4 separate regions of the Danio rerio genome follow, and regions 2, 3 and 4 are each linked to region 1. Evidence: chromatin contacts called from public HiCAR-type, HiChIP or PLAC-seq and Micro-C data. All regions are on one chromosome and are shown on one strand. The core of a region is the stretch at or near the end of the contact, and the rest is flanking DNA. Distances in the headings are between cores, read along the strand shown.

Evidence for each region. A called contact is a pair of places that touch in the nucleus more often than the background predicts. HiCAR-type assays count read pairs that join an accessible place to other places. HiChIP or PLAC-seq counts read pairs in DNA pulled down with a chosen protein or histone mark.
Region 2: a Micro-C map of caudal fin shows a contact between it and region 1, with 3 times the contacts expected there. The contact joins the promoter of sp3b here to the promoter of cycsb in region 1. A contact is called at or near these places in 2 of 18 Hi-C or Micro-C datasets (caudal fin and hematopoietic stem cells).
Region 3: a HiCAR-type map of caudal fin shows a contact between it and region 1, with 6 times the contacts expected there. The contact joins the promoter of sumo3a here to the promoter of cycsb in region 1. A contact is called at or near these places in 4 of 18 Hi-C or Micro-C datasets (caudal fin, embryo and an unstated tissue) and 2 of 4 datasets of contacts at active chromatin or transcription factors (caudal fin and embryo).
Region 4: a contact with region 1 is called in an H3K4me3 HiChIP or PLAC-seq map of gastrula embryo, with 2.1 times the contacts expected there. The contact joins the promoter of gpr155b here to the promoter of cycsb in region 1. A contact is called at or near these places in 2 of 18 Hi-C or Micro-C datasets (hematopoietic stem cells and an unstated tissue) and 1 of 4 datasets of contacts at active chromatin or transcription factors (gastrula embryo).

The regions. Positions count from the first base shown.
Region 1 is chr6:11,869,029-11,872,586 of GRCz12tu, reverse strand. cycsb (cytochrome c, somatic b) reads left to right here and starts at 1,665. Exons shown (of 3, transcript NM_001002068.1): 1 at 1,665-1,739; 2 at 2,537-2,711; 3 at 2,788-3,344. The coding sequence starts at 2,543. The coding sequence ends at 2,933. It also overlaps a transcript of nfe2l2b not described here.
Region 2 is chr6:11,697,177-11,700,734 of GRCz12tu, reverse strand. sp3b (Sp3b transcription factor) reads left to right here and starts at 1,780. Exons shown (of 7, transcript XM_068221897.1): 1 at 1,780-2,430. The coding sequence starts at 2,149. All of the region lies in intron 11 of gpr155b (G protein-coupled receptor 155b), which reads left to right. It overlaps ola1 (Obg-like ATPase 1), which reads left to right. Exons shown (of 11, transcript NM_214700.2): 10 at 52-174; 11 at 249-1,139. The coding sequence ends at 350.
Region 3 is chr6:12,030,526-12,034,083 of GRCz12tu, reverse strand. It overlaps sumo3a (small ubiquitin like modifier 3a), which reads left to right and starts at 1,581. Exons shown (of 4, transcript NM_213124.2): 1 at 1,581-1,772; 2 at 2,709-2,837; 3 at 3,038-3,109. The coding sequence starts at 1,752.
Region 4 is chr6:11,737,462-11,741,019 of GRCz12tu, reverse strand. gpr155b (G protein-coupled receptor 155b) reads left to right here and starts at 1,895. Exons shown (of 12, transcript XR_012407657.1): 1 at 1,895-2,038. wipf1b (WAS/WASL interacting protein family, member 1b) reads left to right here. Exons shown (of 10, transcript XM_073953712.1): 10 at 1-892.

The sequences.
Region 1 (3,558 bases), core at 416-2,915:
ACAATCAACATTTTAAATGCTCTATAAAGTGTATTAAATATATTAATGTGACCATTATCTTTGTCCTCACTATTTATCATATAATATAATTTATCATGCCATATAATAAGTTTTTATAAAATGTATATTTTAGTTTGTGACCACTTGAGGGTGAGTAAATGATGACAAAGTTTTCATTTTTAGCATTTCTGTCACTTTAACCATATTCAAAACAGCATAAATAAGTATGAACTTGCATATAAAGATGTACAATAAGGTGGAAAACTAATTGAATGTATCATGAATTAAAACTAAAAAACATTCATTAAATTCAAACAGTAAAAGTAAAAAATTGTATAGTCGTAAACACAAACACACACACACACACACACACACACACACACACACACACACACACCTTGACAGAATTTAGAGGTGGCTCAGTGCAGTCTTAACTTGTTGGTCAGAGTTGCCTTATAGAAGTTTGTAACATGCAACAATGGCAAATCCCTTTTGAATGTGTTCTGTAGCCTCAAGGCTCTAACCGGTTAGGTTTCATTTTCATCTAAAGGTCCAGTTATGGAAGATTTATTAATCACTTTGAGGTCAAAATGAGGAATTAATGACAACAGACTGCAATGGCAACAAGAAGGTCAAATGATTTTTTGGGCACGTGTCAGAAGGAGATTCAGTATAGACCTTCAATAAATTTAAATCTGCGCCATTTGTAATGTTGGTGTCTAGTTTTAAAACATATTAGTGTTGGAATTTAAGAAAACCTGTTCATATGTGTGTTTCCAAATGAAAAGGGAGCACTTCATCAAGCAGTTCTCCTTGAGAGACCGCTAACAGGTAGGCTAATCTTCATGAAAAGCTGTACAGTTATGTACATCTGTCCAGACCATTTGTCATTCCTGTCAGTCACATGAGAGTAAAGCATTTATAACCTTTCGTTTATGAGTCAACCTGCTACCTTCAGGTGTTATTGACTGGGAAACACCAGATGAACAACAAACCTGAAAAACGAGTCTTCACAGCAGCACTTCTCGTGCACATTTTCCCGCGAACCAGAATCGTGTGAATGGATAGCCTACGTGATAAAAAATCCCTGACACGCTGCCAAAAGCTCATGTGACGCGACGTCAGTGTCACATTAGAGCATACGCGTGTACAGAAGAGGTACACCAGTTCTTGCGTGCCGCTACATGACACTTTCAATGTTAAATAAATGTAATTTATAAAATATGCTTTTGTGATGTTATAATAGTCACTGATATGTTTCAGTTTCTCGTTAATTATTTGCACCTTATTCAATTAATTAAAATAAAGGTAAATGTTTCCTGAGAGAAAAAAAGTAGCCTAGGAAATAATCTCGAAAGCATGCGTCAAGGTTAAACGTCTTTTTGTGTGCCCTTTATTCTAAAATGAACTATATGCTACAATTATATAGCTACTGCATGTACAAAAACCGTCTAGACTCTGAACTCCTTTTATCTAAGAGCGATTATCTCTTTCAAAGCGCTGCCTGTCACAACACCATAGATGGATCTCCAGAACAGCTGCTGCGCCGTGAGCAGATTCGTCAAGAAGAGGCACGTGACCGCTTTAGTCAGCGCATGATTGTGACGTCAAACACCGGAGCCTGCTCGCGCCTCTAAAATGAAGTGACCTTTCTCTTTCGCCCTGATATAGAATCGGTCCGCCGACCGGCAAGAGAGGAGTACTTATCAAGAACGACAATTACCTACACAGTCTAAAAGGTAACATTTTTTGAATCTGTCACGTAGTGTTGAGATCTGCTCGGCGTTTTGTGTCATGTATGTGAAATTTATACATAATGGAGGATTTTTATAGCGGTTCCTTGGAAGGGTGGCGTAAGGTTGCGTAAGCTTACCGGTAACATTACTCCTCAAGAACAACTGAACGCCAGGGAAGAATTATATGATTTGGTATGAAGTAGTGTTACTTTTAATTATATTAAAATATGAGAACTGTGCGTTTTTGATAAAAACCCACACATTCTGTTTAGTAACTCAACAGAATGAGTGGGTTTAATAGGAGGTTAGCCTGATGTGGCTAACTGCTAGCGTCCGCAACGTGGATCTGAAGCCGGTTTACGACTTCAGCTGAATTCTTTGAAATAAACATTGCTTATCTCAGGCAATTCTGACGAGTTAAAAGGAGATTTGTCACACAAACTCTAATCCGGCTGCTTGTTCATTTTAAGCTAGTTCTCACAGGGCGATCTCTAATGAGCCACACATCAGTGATTAAGGCTTTCTTTAATGAAGGCGATTTAAGGTTATCCTCGGATGAGCACTTTGATGCCGAGATGTTTACAGGTACTAATCGCCAAGGATTAGTTGTCAGAGAAACGTGCTTCTCCATCTATAAAATGCTAAGATTATTTACTTCATAACGAGAGAAGGTCTAACCTCATAAGCTGTTTTGGGGCTTGTTTTGTGTCCTGAGCTGATAAAGGATGCTCCATCCTTGAATGACCTTCTAATGATGTCCTTTCAAGTGTCAGTGTGTTCACCTCTCATTTCACTTCCAGGTAAATATGGGTGACGTTGAAAAGGGCAAGAAGGTGTTCGTCCAGAAGTGCGCCCAGTGCCACACCGTTGAAAATGGAGGCAAGCATAAAGTGGGGCCAAATCTCTGGGGTCTTTTCGGTCGCAAGACTGGTCAGGCTGAGGGATTTTCCTATACAGATGCTAACAAGAGCAAAGGTAAGGCTGATTTGGCGAATACGCATTTTCTTACGATGAGATGGACTCGCTTAACAAATCTTATTATTTTGCACAGGCATTGTCTGGGGTGAAGATACCTTGATGGAATATTTGGAGAACCCAAAGAAATACATTCCAGGCACAAAGATGATCTTTGCCGGGATCAAGAAGAAGGGCGAGAGAGCAGATCTTATTGCATACTTAAAGTCGGCCACATCATAATTCAGCTGGAGATCGAGGAAACGGCAATATTTAAATTAAATGTTTGTAGTTTGGATTTGAATGTCTTTAACTAACTATTATTCATATGGTGTAACTGAACACGTGGCCAGGGTTATTCATTATAACATGTGGCATGCTTCTAAAGCCGGTCCATTTTAACAGTGAAGATTTTCTTCTTTTTTGTTCGTCCATGTATGGTTAAAGGAAGAGTAAAGTTACTGCAGGTCCCTAGTGTTTCCGCTGAGGGAATGAAAACTGTCCCCTGGTTTCACAGGAGCTGTCGTACGTTAAATTATTAAGATGTGCTGAACCTAGTAAGTATTTGGATTGGAATGAGCGACTGGGAAATCAGTTTGCTTATTGGTAACATTGTATCAAATGGATTTGAACTGTCAAATAAAACGGTCAAAATAGTCAAATGTATGTCTATTCTGTTAGTTTCTCATATTCTGATGCTTGCTTGTGCAGCTAACAATAAAGTGCACTTTTTATTTTAAAGTATTACTCTTTGACCTTCAGTTTTAATGTAGTAAACCGGCAGATGACTCCATGTACTGGGACCTTTAAACTCTCAGGGTATAAAAATTGTCAGGTATGCTCTCGTGCTCCTCTGTGTAATTTCAGG
Region 2 (3,558 bases), core at 531-3,030, 170 kb after region 1:
TTCTACTACTCACTATTTCAAATGTTATGCTTGTGTTTGAACAACTTACAGAAAGGCACCAAGGCGCCGCAAGCAGCTGGAAAGATCCACACAGACTTTGAGAAAGGCTTCATTATGGCTGAAGTCATGAAGTTCACAGACTTTAAGGAGGAAGGGAGTGAAAACGCAGCTAAAGTAAGACCGGGAGAAACTGGTATGGATTGTTAACTGATGAATGCTGAACTGATGATGTTGTGAAATGTTTGCAGGCTGCAGGGAAATACCGACAGCAGGGCCGAAACTACATTGTGGAAGATGGAGACATCATCTTCTTCAAATTCAACACACCTAATCAGCCCAAGAAGAAGTGAAGCCATTGTGTGATGACCGATGGATCTGCGGCACCACTTCATTTAAGGCTTTGGAACATTCAAAACTCAATCATACCTGGAGGATAAGTTAATTTTTTATTTGATTATTTTGGCTAATGGCTGAAGTAAATATAATGTCCGGTCTGCTTACACAAGCTGCATGTCACACAGCAGTTTATTCTAATAAAACACTTACTCTGAACAAAGTGTTTTCTGTTAAAAGTTCCTTTCCTGATTCTCTTTTTTGTGATATTGGTTGTTTGTTAATCCTAATTTGGGAAATCGGATCATTTGACCAGAAAAAAGAAGGTAATTAAGGTAATACAGTAACAAAAGTGTCACTCAGTTAAATTTGACTATCATAAAATTATGAAAAACACTGAATGAAATATTATTACACTCGTGTGATTTAAATATAGGTTGTTTTCTGTGAAATTATCCATATTTAGCCTTCTACTTTCAAGTATGTGGTAATGAGAGTTTTAAAACCAGGTATAACAAAAGTAGCTTGTTCATTTTCTTCATATAGAGCTGAGGCCATCTAATGCCCAGAATCAAGACATTTCATGCTAGATTATTTTTTTCACCACAAGAGTCCAGCAAAAACACCCAATGTGAAATGCTTGGAGCTGAATTAAAAGGGTTATTCACGAAAATAGCAAGTTAATTTGTATTCAGTTTAGGAAATGTGTAAATGAGTTGCTGCCATGTGATTGGCTGATTAGATTTTTGCATTGAGCTGTTGAACAGGTGTACTTAATAAAGTGGGCGGTGAGCGTATAATATACATTTATGTCACAGTGTGCATGTTTATGAAAAGCCTGAATATTACAGAATATCAGCTTAATGGTGGCAAAATACAAAATGTCGGGTATGTTTTGCTAAAATCAAACTGTTTTCTTACTGTTTTATTTTACTAAAGAAAATCTTTCTCAGAATCATAATCAAGGAGTTTGTTCAAATTATTTTTTAAAACAAAAACAGGTATTTCATCAATATTTGGATATGTGATGGTGAAATTGTGCAAGCGAAAAACAATGCGTTTCATAATGTTTATTTATTTGTTTTTATTTTTACTGCCAGTTTAGAACACAACATTATATATTTAACAAAAAACTAAATTTAAGCCTTTAAAATAATTAACAGTTCTTTTTGCTTTGTTTCTTGTTTCTTTTATCGTGCATTGGTAATGACCTGTTTCTATTTTAAAGTGAGTAAAATTAGTTTTTTTTCACCGACCATTTACATTTATGAATAAAAAATGTTCCATATATAATGAGCAAATTAAAAATATTCCAAAAAACTCGACTGTATTCTCATATAAAATAAAACATCTTTTCTTTGAATTCCAATGCGATATCATAATATTTGTTTGTATGGATTATTTAGAATGACGCAGGATAATGACGTAACCTGAGTGCGCCAAAACATTGTGCCGTGAAGCATTAGTGCAACAGTGCCGTCCAGTGTACTCCGCGAGTCATTTTCAGATGTATATTATTTGCGAATATGTCATATATGAAAAGTCGATTCTGTGAGAACAACACGTAAATCGATATATTTGCGTGACATGCAGGTAATGCATAAAATCTAAGGCAATGACAGCATGCGTCATCTTTATTATGAGAGAGAAATGGTGACCTGTTTCATTATAGCGAACGATAAGAGAATTACAGTACTTCATATCATTGAATTGTGATTTGTACAAAGGCATTTCACATAATCAGAGTCTCGGAGAATCTCCACATGAGAGGTGGCGGCGGCCTTTCAAACATCGGCGTTGTTGCCACCCAGAGGTATGGGTCAAGTCTGTCTGTACCCTCACTGCAATTACACAAAGACACTGCACGCTTTCCCTAGTGACCGTGTCAGAGCTCGACTGTGCTTGCAGGCGGTTGGCTTGAGGTTAAATGCGTCCACGTTTGGGAAGTATGCATGTAGCTTGCATTTTAAACCCGAATGCTATGTCAATATTGGACTTGTCAACTCCGGTTATGGCGGTCGCCTTATCCTAAAACAAGACGTATTGTCAACTACAGTCACACCAGCTCCTCGATTTTTACCCAGTCAGCAGCTTCTGGTAAGTGTTGTTTTATATTTTAGACATTTATTTAGTTTTTTGCACGATTTATTCGACTGTCTTCCCACCTCTCCACGCCCACTGGGCATTTACAGATAGCAGTGATTGAGGTGTTAAGTGGGTTTTATATTCACACATTGAGAATTTCTCCTGAATAATATAATTTCAGAAAAGTATTATTAGCAGATTATAAAGGGGAAAATCATATTAGCAGCCAATAACTATTAATGTACAACATTGCTAACTTCACAGGCAATTAAACAGTGCTAATGTTGTTTTAAGTCATATTTACATGCTAAATCAGACTGAATATTTAGAGTAGCATGTAAAACAATTTAGGGACAGTTAAAGGAGTGAATGTGAATACCGGGTTTCTGCGGGGTCTTAAAATGTTTTAAATGTTAAAAAACACATTTTAGGCCTTTAAAAGTCTTACATTTACTGAAATATTGTGCTGTTGGTCTTAAATCTTTTTTACACAGGTCTTAATTTTCCTTTGCTCATGTATTGCTACTCAATCTGGCCAAAACCCATATAATCACCAACAATTTATCTCAGTAATGTTATTCAAAAAGTTAATTTTCAACTCTTTAATTATTTTCCTCACAATAACATTTGTTTAAAAGTGCTTTATGTATTTATTGCTGAGGACACCGACCTGGACAGATTGTTGTGCATAGGTTCATAGATTCATTTTCTTTTCGGCTTAGACCCTTTATTAATCTGGGGTCACCACAGCGGAATTAACCGCCAATTTATCCAGCACGTTTTTACGCAGCGGATGCCCTTTCAGCTACAACCCATCCCTGGGAAGTATCCACACACACTCATACACTACGGACGATTTAGCCTCTACCCAATTCACCTGTATTGCATGTCTGGACTGTGGGGGAAACCGGAGCACCTAGAGGAAACCTACACGAACGCAGGGGGAACATGCAAACTCCACACAGAAACGCCATCTGACCCAACCTGGGCTCGAACCAGCAACCTTCTTGCTGTGAGGCGACAGCACTACCTATTGCACCTCTGCTTATATTATAGTTTCTAAAACTTAAAACATTTGTTCATTTTTTATTTTAATTTTAAAGAATGTTTGTTGGAAAAAAAGTGTATGGATACAAGTAG
Region 3 (3,558 bases), core at 332-2,831, 160 kb before region 1:
TTAGACATTACGCTAGAGAATCATTCAAATGCTACCTCTAAAGTGATGTTGGTGAATTAGTAACAACTTCTGCTGTTCTGATGTCAGCAGCAGATGTGAAGGAATGGCAGAAGAAAGTAGTTCCTCATACAAAAGGGTTTTTACTTTTAGTCTCTCCGTGTTTGATTTTATATATATATATATATATATATATATATATATATATATATATATATATATATATATATATATATATACACGATTTTGCCGTCGTAGCAGTGCTGTGGCTGTATATTATCACTGGTTGAACACAAAGGCAGGCCTACTACTACTCGTGTGCAGTGGCGCCCCTAGAAATTTTTCGTAGGGGTGGCCAGAAGAGACCACACCAAATCTTGGGGTGACACACACACACACACACACACACACAAAATGAAATCAGTGTAATGTTATATTTTTATTTAAGGTAAATGAATTAATGAGGTTTTATTTCATGTCTTTAAATACACTTGAAATATCACAATTAATTCCTAAAAAACTATATATCAATGTCTAAAATTAATGAAGATTAATGGATTTGTTAATAAAATTCCTGCCTTTTTATGGGCGCAGATTTCTATGTGGGCCTAGGGATTAAGGTGATTTATAAGGACATCATTCATAATTCAAAACTAATTTTTTTTAACATACTTAATGGTAATTTCTTTTCATATTCAAAATTTGCCACAGATTTCCTGAGAGTTGTGTTTTTTAGTGTACAAAATACATTACACCACTTATACCAACAAAACAAGTTTGTCTGTGTTTGTGTTTTTTTATAATGTTTTTTTTCTCCATGCATGAGAATGTTGTTTAAAAAATGTGCAGATGATAATTTTTATAGCACATCTTTCCAGTATTGAGACACAATGAATATTATATAAACACAATAGTACAGATGTCAAATACACAAATGTTTGCATCAGTAAGCGTTGGCTGGTGTTCTCTGACTGTGTCCTAACAAAATACAGACATAGTACATATATCATAGACATACACACATATACTGTACGTCTAAAGGCAGAGCTAGTAATTTCATCTTGAGTGTTCTTGTATAATATTAAAATGTATTTAAATGCTTGAATTAATCTGTTTAGGTAATTCTACTATATAGATGTTGTGGTACAACAACTATATAAACAAATCTTCAAATACTGTAACTTTCCTACTACTATGTATATTATACATCAAAACACCACAGTTTACTGTAGTAAAATATAAGTATACCACACTATTAGTTTATCAGTTACGATAGTTAATACTACAGCATGCAGTTGCACATACAATACTATGCAGTGTAAATATAAAACACTATGCTATTTATTGTAACATATTGCAGTATTTTTTCATGTGGGATAGGAAACCTGACAGTTTCGTCTCCATCAGATAACACAAACGGAACCAGAAAAACACCGAGCAGCACTGTGTACAAAATAGGAAATATAACAAAACTATCTTATTATTTTGTACCTCCTAAAGCAATAAGTGCTTTTAAATTTAACTGATTCCTTAAGTCTTGATGCTAAAACCTGAACTGCACATAAGCACAGGCCTGATTATCCATGGGGAGTATTGCGCGCTCTCGTGGACATCACGTGACCAGAAACCAACCAATCGTTGATAAAGTAGGTAAAGGAAAGCGCGTCCCCGTCCGCAGCTGTGTTGCTCTACAGTGTGGAGAGCGCGTCTTGTGTTCTAATCTATTTCCGTAATACAGACAGACACCTGCAAAAATGTCCGAAGACAAGCCTAAGGTAAGCATCCAATATTTGAGTATACTGTGTTGTTCAGCTTTGCTCAAAACGAGCCGCTTGAGGCCGTTCTCCAGTTTCATTTTGTGCAACCTTGCTGCGATAGTCAGATTGCGCATTTATGCGGGAGAAAGGCGGTCGGCACGCAATCATTGTCTTCATTTCTTGTAAACGCCATCCGCTTTCGGTTTATATGATAATATTCTTGTTACTGTTAAGTTAAACCGATGCGTTACGCAGGCGCTCATTCAAAGTAAGCCATTATTTGTATGTACCGCGCATTTGCCCTGGTGTAATTCGGCGTTTGCGGGTTTTTCTTTGTGAGAGCGGAGTGGCGCTGACCGGCCACGTTACGCCACTGGCGTAAGAAAATGCCGCAAGAAGAGCGGTACGAAATATAAAACCGTCGTCGTACTCAATGGTTGTCCATTGTTTGGTTTGTAAACAAACGGATGACGTGTATTTTCCTCGTCAATCAAACGTATTCAACATCAAAAGTTTAATTTGACTAATCTATCTTTTACGGTTATTGAGTTCTGAGTTGCACCTCGCTGCGCCAAATGCTTAAAAATGGCGCACAGCGCCGCAACAATATGTTTGACTAGACGGCTAATATTTTCTCTCGTATTTGCATGTCTTTTTAAAGATCGTTTGTTTATATTCTTTACCACAGCTGGTATTTTAATACTTAACCAGGATGTACTTAACGTTGTTCTATATTTTCATCAAATCATTTAGTTCTTATAACTAGCATGCACTAGGCCTGGTTGTTCTCCTCTTCAGTCTTTTCCCTCCTAAAAATGTTCCAAGGGCCTAGCACAATTTTCCATAGCAGTATAGATCTCAGATGTAATTGTTTTATGCGCTACATATCTGTACATTTTACACCGTTTAATTGTTAAAGTTTCTCAAACATGCTCTGTGTTGTTATTGTTTCAGGAGGGAGTGAAAACGGAAAACGACCACATCAATCTGAAGGTGGCGGGGCAGGATGGCTCAGTCGTCCAGTTCAAAATTAAAAGGCACACGCCACTCAGTAAATTAATGAAAGCGTACTGCGAGAGACAGGTAAGAATCAGATCAAAATAATTTAACCATAGCACTGCTGTGTGGGATGTCCATGTGGTTCATACAGTTTACTGTCAGTGTGGTTCCTGAACTGTGCTGTGGAAATTATTTTACAAATCAATTAAACTTAAATTTCACAACTTTTCATTATGTAATACACTTAAATTTAGACTTATAACATTGCTTTTTTTTTCTTTTAGGGGTTGTCAATAAGACAGATTAGATTTAGATTTGACGGACAACCGATTAATGAGACAGACACACCGGCGCAGGTGAGTACTATTTTTTTTCTCTGTCCATCAAAGGACCATTTTAAAATGTATAAACATTTATTTATTTGTGATATTCTCATATTTCAGCATCAACCTTTGTTCATAGTCTAATTGTATTTTTTAAATTCTCAGCTTTCATATAGTTTTTTCAGCCTTCTGATTTGGTACTTAATGCTTTAACTACCCCACCAAGAAAAAATTCTGAATTACAAAAATGTTTGGAATGCATTTCTTAACTCCTAATGTCGCTATATATATATATTTTTTTTCAACACATCCCATAATTTCTAAAATATCAACCTCTACCAAATGTTTGATATGTTGGTTTAAGGTAAAAGTACCAGACTTAATACATACACTGTGAAAATCTGAAAATGTGAAGTGTAAGACCAATTTATTAAAAAAATATTTAAAGTAAAACATGTTTGAATACTAACTTTTTATTATTT
Region 4 (3,558 bases), core at 646-3,145, 130 kb after region 1:
TTATGTTGCTAATGTTAGCTCAGTATTACGTTGCCTTATATGTATATTTTTCAGATGTTTACTATTATATTTTACAGTGCTTGACTTAAAGTATAATCAGAAAGCGTATTATACCTTGAGCTGCATTTAATATGTTTTCTTCATTTGTGTACTTGTAGTGAAAGAATCAAAAGTCCAGGTTAATGCTGCCTTTTGTTTGTTTACATGGGAATGGCCTTTAAAGAAACATTAAAAAATCACTTAAACAAGAGAGAAGCACAGCCAAAAAAGACACAATATGTGGCACCAACATTATTATTAAAACTAAGGCATGATTTATTATGTTGTGCTTGCAAAGATATTGCGGTATGATCAAAAGCTTGCGATGGTTCACCCAGAAATGAAAATTCTGTCATTTACTTGCCCGTCTCTTTGATTTTATTTCTTCTCTTGAAAAAGAAGCTTTAAAAATGTTTGAAAGCAGTAGTCATTGACTTCCATAGTATGTTTTCTATTAATGTCAGTGGTTACTGGTTTTCAAGTTCTCTTGAAAAAAAGCTTTAAAAATGTTTTTTAAACCAGTATCCATTACTCCATAGCATTTCTTTTTTTTTTTTAATGAATGTCAGTGATTACTGTTGCTCAACATTCTTCAAAATATCTTCTTTTGTGAAAAAAAAAAAACATTTGAGGGTGAGGAAATAATACCAGAATATTCATTATTGCGTGAACAATCCCTATAGGCTAACATGGTACGGTAATGTTCACTTTGTGCCTTAATATAGCTACAATTTTAGTTCATACAACGTTATGTTGTTTAATTTGTATTTTTTACTATACAGTAATACAAAAAAGAGCTATTCTTGTGTGCCAAATGTGCTGTTTTCTAAATAAACATGCAAGCAAAGCTGGATTTTGTATTTCATTTTATTTAACGCTCATTTCTATGCGTTTCATTTGTTGTGAAGCTGTTTTCAGTATGCTGACTGCACACAAATGTTCTTTGTATGTTTTGTTGTTGTTTGATTTCAGTGCACTTTTTTTTCAGAAATTCTGAAATAAATTAAGAAAATGAAACACACTTCATTCAAACAAGAAATACCAGGTAAACAATGCCCTAGAAGATTCCCTCAGTACTAATATTAAAATGTCATTTACTCTCAGTTCTCCTACAAACCTCTTTGATTTTCTTTCTGCTTTTGAAAAAGAAGCTTTAAAAAATGTTTTTGAAACCAATTGTCATTAACTACTATGCATGTCAGTGATTACTGTTGCTCAACATTCTTCAAAATATCTTCTTTTGTGAAAAAAAAAACATTGGAGGGTGACAATAACGAACAATCCCTATAGGCTAATATGGTACGTTAATATGTTCACTTTGTGCCCTTATATGGCTACAATTTCAGTTCATACAACGTTATGTTGTTTAATTTGTATTTTAGTATACAGTAATACAAAAAGAACTATTCAAGTGTGCCAAATGTGCTGTTTCCTAAATAAACATGCAAGCAAAGCTGGTGTTTGTATTTCATTTTATTTAATGCTCGTTTCTATGTGTTTCGGATGTTGTGAAGCTGTTTTCAGTATGCAAACTGCCCACAATGTTCTTTGTATGTTTTGTTGTTGTTTGATTTCAGTGCACTTTTTTTCCAGAAATGCTGAAATAAATGATAATGAAACGTACTTCATTTAAAATAAGAATTACCAGGTAAACAAGGCCCCAGAAGATTCCCTCAGTACTAATATTAGCGGCAATATGACGCCCATCCACTAGCGCGCGTGACTGTAGCCAATCGAATGCAAGTGTTCCATCTATTTCGGCATAGTTCCTACATTTCCGCCAATCAGCGCCATGATCAGATGAACTAAGGCGGGGCTTTTCGACAACATAGGCGGAATCTCGCGTCAGTCATTCAGTGATTTGACATTGAAAGTAACGGAGTGCTGAAGCGCTCGTGATGCTGTGAGCAGAGTGTAAGCATGGATGTTTCTACTGTGTTTTTCTTTAATGACATTATATACAATCCATGTATCGATCATCTCGACACCTGAACGCACGGTACGTCTTCAACAGTCGCTATTTTTATCATGTATTTTCTTTTGCGAGATATTCCTGCCAAATGTAGCTATTTTGATGTGTACTCAATGGCCTTGTTTATAAGAAATAACATTTATGTCTATTTCTGAATAAACTTTAACGGTTTTGATGTTGTATACATGTTATTATTGTTGTTGTTATTATTATAGACTACAATTCGCCAGTATCCAAATTTATTTTTCATTTAATTAAAATTAAAATCAACGATTTGTTGTTATCGTAATTTAAATGATTGTTGATGTGTTATTGTTGTGGTCATTATTAACAGCAATATCCACAATTAACTATAGTAAAACTATGTTTAATTAATAGTTGTCATTTAATTGGAATTTTAGGATCCATGGTTTGGGTAATACAAGTGGGAACAGTTTTCTGTGTTTATTATTTTTATTAATCAATATAAAATATTGATTTAATATTAGCCATTTATATGACTTGTTATACTTGGGTTACAGTTTATTTAGTACATGTTATGTAAAATTTTAATACAGTGAATTCGTTTAATTTCATTATAATATAACATGATTTTTTTTGCACAATAAAATAAATATCTAGTGCAATTATAACCCTAAATCAGAAAAAGTCGAGACAGTATGAAAAACGCAAATAAAAAGAAAGTTGTGATTTCTGTATAAAACAGCACATTATTTAATGTGTTCCTCGTAATGTTTTTTAATAAACACATATTCTAATTTTGGTTCTTGCAACACAAAAAAAAGCTGGAACAGTAAAGCATTTACTACTTTGTAATGTTGGCATTACTTTCACAACAATTAAAAGACATTTAGGGGCTGAAGACACCAAGTGATGAAATATTTCAGGTGTAATTTTGCAAACACGTCTTAAGGTAGGCAACAGTATGAGGTCTTCGTTGTTGCATTTTGCACTTGAAAATGCGCCACACATTCTCTATTGGAGACAGGTCGGGACTGCAGGCAGGCCAGTCACCTGTCTCTACATTTGCAGCCTGGACATTTTGTAACGAGTACAGAATATGGTTTTGCATTGTCTTGTTGAAAAATGCATGGGCGTCTCTGCAAAAGAAGTCTCTGCAAAATCTCGATGTACTTTCCACCATTAATGGTGCAATAACAAGTGCAAGTTACCTTTGCTAAGGGTACTGACACAACCCCATATCATACTAAACCCCTTTCTTTTAGACTTGTTGCTGGTAACAGTCTGGATGATCCTTTTCTTTTTTGGTCTGGAGCACACAGCATCTATTTCTACCCAAAATACCTGAAATACTGATTCATCTGACCACAGTACACATTTCCGCTGTGTGAGGGTTCAAAGTTGCTTCTGATCCAAGAGAAGTGGACTGTGCTTCTGAACACTGTTAACATAGGGCTTTCTTTTGGCACAGTAGAGTTTTAACTGGCATGTGTGGATGTCATTACGAATGTGGTACTTGACAAAGGTTTGCCAAAGTAGTGCTGAGCCCATGTGGTGATATCGCAATATGCCACCTGAGGGATCAG